Regions from separate parts of the Danio rerio genome. Here all the other regions are linked to region 3. Evidence: chromatin contacts called from public HiCAR-type and Micro-C data. All regions are on one chromosome and are shown on one strand. Each heading gives the region's core, a stretch centred on a gene start, on an enhancer-like site or on the middle of the called end of the contact. The rest is flanking DNA. Distances are from core to core; before and after follow the strand shown.

What was found. A called contact is a pair of places that touch in the nucleus more often than the background predicts. HiCAR-type assays count read pairs that join an accessible place to other places.
Region 1: a contact with region 3 is called in a Micro-C map of caudal fin, with 8 times the contacts expected there. The contact joins the enhancer-like site here to the promoter of sox6 in region 3. A contact is called at or near these places in 4 of 18 Hi-C or Micro-C datasets (caudal fin, hematopoietic stem cells, skeletal muscle and 1 more) and 1 of 4 datasets of contacts at active chromatin or transcription factors (caudal fin).
Region 2: a HiCAR-type map of caudal fin shows a contact between it and region 3, with 12 times the contacts expected there. The contact joins the enhancer-like site here to the promoter of sox6 in region 3. A contact is called at or near these places in 8 of 18 Hi-C or Micro-C datasets (caudal fin, embryo, fibroblasts and 2 more) and 2 of 4 datasets of contacts at active chromatin or transcription factors (caudal fin and embryo).

The regions. Positions count from the first base shown.
Region 1 is chr7:27,686,375-27,689,232 of GRCz12tu, forward strand. It overlaps a transcript of cyp2r1 not described here. Among named protein-coding and RNA genes, the nearest start is that of calca, 22 kb to the right of the region's middle. Within about 2 kb of position 1,472, at least 3 of the 62 cell types and tissues checked have an H3K27ac peak or open chromatin away from gene starts, as enhancers often do.
Region 2 is chr7:27,537,086-27,540,049 of GRCz12tu, forward strand. It overlaps a transcript of cyp2r1 not described here. Among named protein-coding and RNA genes, the nearest start is that of calca, 170 kb to the right of the region's middle. Within about 2 kb of position 1,621, at least 3 of the 62 cell types and tissues checked have an H3K27ac peak or open chromatin away from gene starts, as enhancers often do.
Region 3 is chr7:27,273,860-27,276,940 of GRCz12tu, forward strand. sox6 (SRY-box transcription factor 6) reads left to right here and starts at 1,513. Exons shown (of 18, transcript NM_001123009.2): 1 at 1,513-1,879.

The DNA of each region.
Region 1 (2,858 bases), core at 222-2,721, 410 kb after region 3:
ATAATCAAAAAAAAAAAAAAAAAAAAAAAAAGCTTAAGCGAGCTATAATATTGACATTAAAATGTTTTTTTAAACATTTTTTAAAAAATGCCTCTATTCTAGCCACAATAAATAAAGACTTTCACCAAAAGAAGAAAAACTGAAAATTCCTTGCTCTGTAAAACATAATTTGGGAAATATATATAAAAAAAGAAAAAACATCACGGAAGAGCTAATAATTGATTCAACCGTATATACGCAAATAGGGGTTTGAGTTGAATGTTAATTATTTGCTTGTTTTTAAGTCTGATAACATTTGATTCAAATACAAGTATTTTTATTTATTTATTTACTTTTTTTACAGAAGATAGATCAAAATAGCAAATGTTTAAGTTTGTTGTGATTGAAAATCACATTAAAAAATACCTTATTTCCAGTAGTATTATATTGGGGCGTCACGTTGGCGCAGTGGGTAGCGATGTTGTCTCAACCAGAAGGTTGCTGGTAAACCGGCCACAGCTGGGTTAGTTGACATTTCTGTGTGGAGTTTCCATGTTCTCCCTGTGTTTTCTCCGGGTTCTCTGGTTTCCCCCACAATCCAAAGACATGCGGTACAGGTGAATTGAATAAGCCAAATTGGCTGTAGTGTATGTGTGGGTGTGAATACAAGAGTATATTGGTGTTTCCCATTGCTAGGTTGTGGCTGGAATGGCATCCTCTGCGTAAAACACATGCTGGATAAGTTGGCAGTTCATTCCGCTGTGGCGACCCCTCATTAATAAAGGGACTAAGCTAAAAAATTAATGAATGAATATTATGTTGTCAAAAATGTAAATGTTTTATTTTATGCAAAACAATTATTTAAATTAAAACATTTCTATTTTAAATGTGGAAGAAATGTCATCATAAGTTCACAAAATAAACTTAATATTTAACTCGAGAGAATTCAAACATTGATAAAAAATGTTTTTACATTCAAAAACAATTGTAAGAAATTGTATAAATGTAATATTTAGATTACAAAATCCAGTAAGAGCCTCAGATCCTAATGAAAGCTCTTTTGTTTGCATTTCACCAATTAAATACAAAGAACATTGTAACTACATTTTCTATGAATACAAAATCATAACCAATGACCTATGTAGACATAAAAATATGCAGTCAGAAAATATATCATTGTAAATGTGTGCATTTATGTTAGATATAAAATTGTATTCTTTAAACTTAGCTATATAAATAAGCAAAAATACATAAATAAAAAAAGATTCGAATTATGTGTAAAAGGCAAGTAATAGCTGAGCATCACATCTTTATAAAAGTTCTTTGTTGTTTGTATTCACACACAGGTGTTCTGGAAAAAATCCGTCTGTTTAACTCCACGCCTGCTGATCACATAGGCTAATATTGTCCAAACTGCCATCTATATGGCCACCTATTCCTCAAACATATCCTATAGCACTGATTGGACCTTCGGTGTTTAGAACAAGTGAGTCTTTGTAAGACGACATAAAGCACACCTCTGTGTCTGTGTGACGGTGCTAAGAACTGCCTCTGCTAGCCTCTGGTGCTAGTTAGCCATGTCTCTTCACGCAGGCCTGTTCCTCCAGAGACAGTGCAGGTTTGATGTTAAAAGTCTGGCTGGAAGACAATACTATGAGCATGTGATCTTTGTGGCTCTTTGGTCTCTTGCAGTCCGAGGGAAGGTGAATCACGCAAGGCCTCTTCGTTGCTAATGATCTTTCACAAAAACCGCTGTCAGATTTTAATCAGAACTTTTCCTTGAGCGTGATTTTCTCTGATTCATTTCAGAATCACTTTGAGTCTTATCTGGGAGCCTGTCCACTTGTATGATCAGTGAGCTACAGTATGTCAACATTAGCCCTTGCGCAGAAATATCAGATTAGCTTTAATATTAGAGATGCAAATGCTACAGGCCACTGGTCAAAGCAGCACAATCAAATCATTATCAGCAGGCATCATGTGATGAAATATGCTTTAGAAACTTACCTCTGGAGCAGCAGGAGATTCTCTGCAGAACCTCACTGTCCACTACAATGATGGAAATGTGCACACATAAGCCAAGAACGTATTTTTCTTGGTCTGGCGCACCTATTATTTTAATACAGACATTACTGGTTATGTTTTGTTTGCTCACAAAACATATGAAAAATAAATTTACCTAAAAACAAAACAAACTAATTTTATAGAAGTAAAGAGCTGAAGGACTAATCATTTGTCAGTATGGATGATCATAAAATGTGGAGCCAGCCATATGACCTGTGGATATTTGTAGAAATGTATCATATTTTCATATTAAACTAAAAATCTCAATATTTTTACTCCATTATTAACATATTATCAATAACTATATTTTATATACTGTATTGAAATTGTTAAAGGTGAGGTGGGATAATTTTATTTATTTAATTTCTATAATCTCTGTCTTTAACAGCCTATTACAAAGACCAGATTAGCAGAAAAGTTTGACGCATTTGCTTTATCCCTTTATCTGCCTCACCAAGAAAAAAATGTTTGGATTGTATTTCTTAATTCCTAATTAACACACTTAATGCATTTTTTTCAACACATCTTATAATTTCTAAAATATCTAATGGTTGATATGTCGGTTTAAAATCAGAAAGTATGAAGTGTAAGACCAATGTATTTTTTTAAAAATAATGAAAATAATACATGATTGAATACTAAATCCTCTTGATTTTTTAAGTATGGCATAAAATATTTCAGATACTCATTTAACATATTTTGTTGTTTTTACAATAAAACCAAAATCAAGTGTAGTAGTGCAAAAGGATTGTGTTTGTTTGACTTTTTTAAAAAAGCAACAATGCTGTGTAGTATAAACCATTATTTAAAACGGT
Region 2 (2,964 bases), core at 371-2,870, 260 kb after region 3:
ATTGTTATAATGTCATAATCATTCAGAATATAGTTACATGCTTTAATCCAGTTAACAGTCTTAAACTAAACGTCAATTGTAAGTAGCACAATGCTATGACCATTTGTTTAGTCAAGAATATGTTGTAGGTTTGTGTGTTTGTGGTTTAACTTATAAACCTTCAATCAGAGTAATGTACACAAAAATATATTCACACACACATGCTGTCAGCTTTCACGCAAATATACGAGTATGAAACATGGCCTGTGTGCTGGGAGTCATTTTCCATTATTTCTTATTCTATATCTGTAATTACATTTGCATAAATTCTCAACTATTGTAAATAATTGACTTTTGGTGAATAACACCCTGTCCAGCTTTATTTGGTAATGAAATGCATCTGCATTTGCATTGAACTACCTACCATAATTGGACCACCTAAAAGCATGTGCGATACCTAATGTCAGAATCAGCTAATTAATGTATCTAGCGAAGGCTGCTTTGCAGTTTTGATTGTTTTGTCACGTAAGCAGGTTGAGCTGCGCATAATGCGCCAAAGACCTCTGCCTGACTTTATGATTTTTCGCTGAATATAAAACACATATTTGTAACACTTGCCTCATCTGCCCGTTTGAGTGAAGAGGCGCAAATCTAGTCTGAGATGGAGCAGGGGAGAGAGATGTTTCCTCCGGTGGCGGATGCGATGAGAGATGGATGGGGAAGTGGAAGTGTGCGTATGTGCTCCCTTCTCTCCATCTGACGCGGAGTGCAATCATGATTACTCACGGAGTGACAGTTTAAGAAAAACCCTGTCCTCTTGTCTCAGCGTGCTTTAAAAATACTCTTCATTATTTGCAGCCACTTTCAGTTTTAATAGCGTGAACACCATTGCCGATCCATATTTCTTTCTTCGGGGTCAGCAATGATCATTTAGATTGCGTCGAGACGCGTCAAAGCAGACGGCATGTTTTTATAGGAGTGCAGAAAAGACGAAGTGTGCTATATGTGAATTAGACGCTGTCTATCTGTTTATAATCCCTTGTAGAAATGCTAAACAAGGACTATTAACATTTAATTATCTCATGGCTTAGTTAAAGCAAATTCCTGTGGATTTATTATTGCTTCTGATTCCGATTTTTGTGCAGTTCTTCCATTCAAAGCTTCAGAAACTTGTCCGTATAAGTGATCTTCACCTGTTCTCCACATCAAAACCTCTCTTCACATCTTCTTGTTTGAAATCCGTTGTGCGTTTTAATATTTTAAGGATGGAACCTTGGACGTCAATAAATTACTTATAATTGGCTTTCATGTTTACGGCGGCGGTTTTCTTAGATTCCTGTGTTATTTTGTGCCATTATGCATTCTGCTCAGCATTATGGATTTTTCCGTAAGCTTAGTTCGCGCAGCGGTAGAGACGCTGAGTAAAAGCGAACACAAACCCCATTTAGCATTGTGCTGGGTGATTCCTGATGGGCCCGCGTGTCCAGCGAACTCTCCGTAGGGCTGCTTTCTATTCCAACTGCCTGAAGGCTGTTTTCCATAGACATATTAATGAGAGCGTCTCCACATCTACCGTCCAGCGCTGCAGTGAGGAAGGGGATGGGCCAGTGTGTGTGTGTGTGAGGGTGCATGGTCCTATTTGCACTATACCTATACTAATCTCACAGCCTTGATCAGGGTACAGTAAATAAACCCCCAAGGCCTCTATTGATCAGCCTTGAATTTGTTTTTCTCCGAACGTGGCATCTAGTTAGTTATTACAGATGTTACTCTGCGTCAATGAATTATTTCATCAAAACAGGTATGCTGCATTAACTATTTATTTGGAAGTAAACTCTCTTTCAGAGCAAAGTGTCCAGGTTGCCACACACACTCTTTTGTGTGTGTGCGTGGCAGCGCTCAGTGGAGGTCGTGGGTCAATATGGACCTTGTTGGATGCCGAGCTCCGATGGTGTTCTCCGCGCTGAGCCGGGATTGTAGCAGTAGGTTACAAACTTCAATCTCTGCAAAAGCAGTGTGCTTTCATTATTTATGGGCGGCAAACAACATGGGGGGCGGAAGAATGAGGTGTCAGGAGTTGAGGGGCTTGTACGTCTTGTTTTGTTGCAGTTATAACAGGTGCAGTAGTGTAATGTTAATTATTCACCTTTGAGCAACTATGTCTTGCATCCTGTCGGGTAAATCCTAGATTTCAATGTCATGCATTTTTTAAGGCTTATTATAGCATCCTGAGTAGATCGCAGTGATGAAAAATTGATACGTACAGTTCGTGTCTTTTGTTCTGTACAGTTTTTAACATGAATAAGACAAAAGAGACCTCCATGTGAAAACAAAACAGTAGCAGATTTGATTTGATGTTTATTAATCTGTCTTTCTGTTTTCTCTTTTATTTGTTTGAGTTGAGTTTTTCAGCCATCCCAGAGGCATCCTCGGGTTGTCCCACTTGTTCATTAATTGCTTCAGTGTCCCTGAGCACAATGGAAAGGTAAAGGATGCTATTACGATGTTCATCTGGATCTTGGTTTAGTACAGAGGAAGTCTCTTCCTTTATCGTTTTCAACTTCATTTTCCTGTCTTGATAAAATGGGGCGTCCCGTAATGTGTCCAGTTGTTGGTTTTAGGCTGGGAATCTCTCTGCTGGGAGTGATTAAAACATAAAGACAGACGTTGGGCTCTGATGCTTACCTCAGCAGTTATAGTGTGTAAATGGCTGACCTCTTTTTGAAGGGGGTCATCATTGTTACCAGAGGATTCTTGGTTTTCAGACTGCGTCCTCCAGAAAAACACACTCTGAAAGGAGAAAATGCATAGCTGCATTTCATTACATGAACTGTGTATGAAAATGTGTTTTATTCAGTCTACATTTTTTTTTTGTTAAATCGCTCTGTTCTAAGACTTGACAGAGTAAGTATAGCAAATAAAGTATACTGTAGGTACAGTATATACACTGTTATGTTGTAACTGACTTTCTATGCTACTTTGACT
Region 3 (3,081 bases), core at 263-2,762:
GTGCGCTGTAGGCTACATTCAAAATTCGAACTCATCTGACCTGATCTGTGGCATTTTAAGAGCGAGTATTCTCCTCATGACCTAATGTTTAATTTCTGGTGAATAGTCTAAAAAGTGTGGGATTTTTTTGTTCATGCACACATTTTGGATATTTTAATTATATAACATTTTTTATCAGTGTAAAGGAAAGGCTATCTCAACAAGGGATCAAACAGAGTTATTAAATAAATGCGTTTTATTTTATTTAAATGTAATGTTTTAGGCAATACGCATAAATCAAGTACAGACACCGTAAAACAATTGAGAATATTTCAAAATCGCTTACCTGAGTTCTAATAGTGTTATCCAATAATAATGCTTGTCTTCGTGAATTTAAATTAGATTGCAATTTTAGGTGTTATATAAATATATTTAAAATGATAAATTACAATTAACAATATAAATTATTAACCTTTTTATTCAGAGAGATACATGAAGTGGAGAGTTTAAATGCTGCTCTTGAGGCTCCATCTCTGTCGATATATTGATTAAATAATTTGATGTAATAACTGAACAATCATACAAAATGTTACACTGTTTCAGCAGATTTTTCATTCGGCTTTGTAGAATGACCTGAGATGGCCTTTGGTTGCTGGCACAAATCTGACACCAGTAGCTAGTTCCAGGTGTAAAGCATTGTTTTACCATTTTTGAAGCAAAGACGCTTTGCATGAATGGACGCAATATGCATTCTTTCAGCCGAACTGCGTAAACAATTATTTAATTTCTTAGCGTGAAAGCATGTATGGAATATATTTTTTTCCTCTGAAGTGAGGTTTGGTTTACCCCAGGTAACGTGAAATTCCATTAAATGCTTGAATAGGGCAAATGTTTATCAGCAGAACTGAAGTTTGTCTGTAGCCTTTTATACGGTCTAATTTGTACATACAAAGTCTAAATAAAAGTAAGAGCTTTGCCGTCGCCTAATTATTCAAAGTTATCCTCAAAAGTAGGCTAAGTCAATAAAAGAAATGCCTATACATTTAATATCTTTCATGCCAGGTTAGCCAAATTCTGTATTTTTAATTGTATTTTATAGCATTATTTATATAGCCTACATTTTTTTCTGCGCCAGTTCTTAATATGATTGTGTTTAAAATGCAAAAAAATCTTTTAAATGACGCATAACCTTTACAAATGACGCGTAGATGTGTGCAAATGTGTTTTTTACATTAAATATTACCTAACAGTATACAAACAAATGATAAAAATATCGATATTTTAAATATTAACCTATATTCAACCTAAACATAACCTATATAATTTAGATTAATCTGGCTCCTGATTTAAAAAAAACTATTACCTGAGCTTTGACTTTCCCCCCAATCTCCACTATTCTACTCCACCCCGTTAAAGACTCTCTCTCTCTCTCTCTCTCTCTCTCTCTCTCTCTCTCTCTCTCTCTCTCTCTCTCTCTCTCTCTCTCTCTCTCTCGTGTTGTCTGGGAGGGGGAGCCCTGCCTCTTTCCTCAGATCAATGCCCTGGCCACTCACTTTCTGATGTTGCACGACGGGAAATGCTTTGAATACTTGCGACATGGCCGCTTGCATTGATTGCCAAGATTGACAGCAGTAACCATCGTCTTCTGTCGCTTCTGTTTTAGAGTAGAGAGGGAAAACGCGATAAATATACTTACAACTGCTCTCAGCAGTTTTGACAGTTCAACTTCATACAGCCAAAGCGGGATTCCCTCTACGGTCAGTGGAAGCGATACACTTCAGTTTTTTTTTTCTTTCTTTGCTACTACACATCAGTGTTCATTATTTTTAACCTGTTTTAAAACCAATCACGGGATACGGCGAAGACGAGGGCTTATTTTGGTACCCTGCCTCACATCAAGGTAAACTTTTATCATTGGTAACCTGTCGTCCGTGATTTCGTGGCTTGCCGTCATGTTGTGTTTACCGTCATTTCTCCTCGTAACACCGCAGCTAGTGTGTTTATACATTCACATTAACTTACAGAAGCGTTACAGTAAAATCCAAACTATATTTTAAACGTTTTGCATGTCCAGGATTGATTTTTGTTTTTACGGCGGTTTTCAGCGAAGAGTGACGCGTGAGACTCCGGTTGACAGAAGAGAGATTTAAAGCTTATTTCACCAAAAAACTGCAACAGATATTGACGACAAACATTAAAAAGTTAAAAAGGCTGTATGGAAGTTGTTATTGTGTGTATTCTCAGCTGTGATAATGTTTTGTTTGTACTTCATTGTCCGCTGCTGAACTGTTGTGGTAGATTCACAAACGCACGCGCCAAGCGGAAACAATGATGCGCAGGTCTGATTGCTAACAATGTCCTTATGATCTTTATTGCGTAAACATACAGATATTTAACTAGTTGTTTTTTCTGACTAATAGACAGCCGGTAGTTGTCATCCGGACTGCTGATAAACTACCTATACGGGAGGTAATTTCACATGTGTCCACAGAGCGGTACTATTCATTGACAATAACGGGAGACGCGCTGTAAGAATCCGACTGGACTTCTTTTGGACTTTCTCTCTATTAAACATTGAAATCCTTTGTGTATTTATGATCGGACTATTCTTCTAACCGTATGTGAATGTTAAGCTGGTAGCTTATAATGAAAACAAACAAACAAATATATGCGTAAAAGCAAAATAGTTCTCTGCGAGCATGGGAATTGTTTCTCAACTTTCGCCCGGGGTCAAGCATATTGACCTTTGAAGAATGCATAAGCCATAAATTAAAATGATGTCCTCATCCAAAGCTGATCCATTAGAGACAATAAGCAACTTGGACAAGCAAGACTCCTTTTAGTCTCCCAGCTTGAAAATACGGTGCCTTTTAACAGCATTCAGACTGAAAGTAAGTGAACTCCGGAAAATAATGCTTATTTAATTTTTTTTTCCCGAAAGCGTGTTTATCATTTGGGGATTATATCGCTTAGCCTATATTTTTTCTTTGCGTATTCATTTTAGTACAAAATGAAAAGGTTTAAAACTCCAAGCAACCAAACTGTTGTTTTATGTTGCCTTCATTGTTAAATCAATTTTAATATTTAATTATTAATTCTACT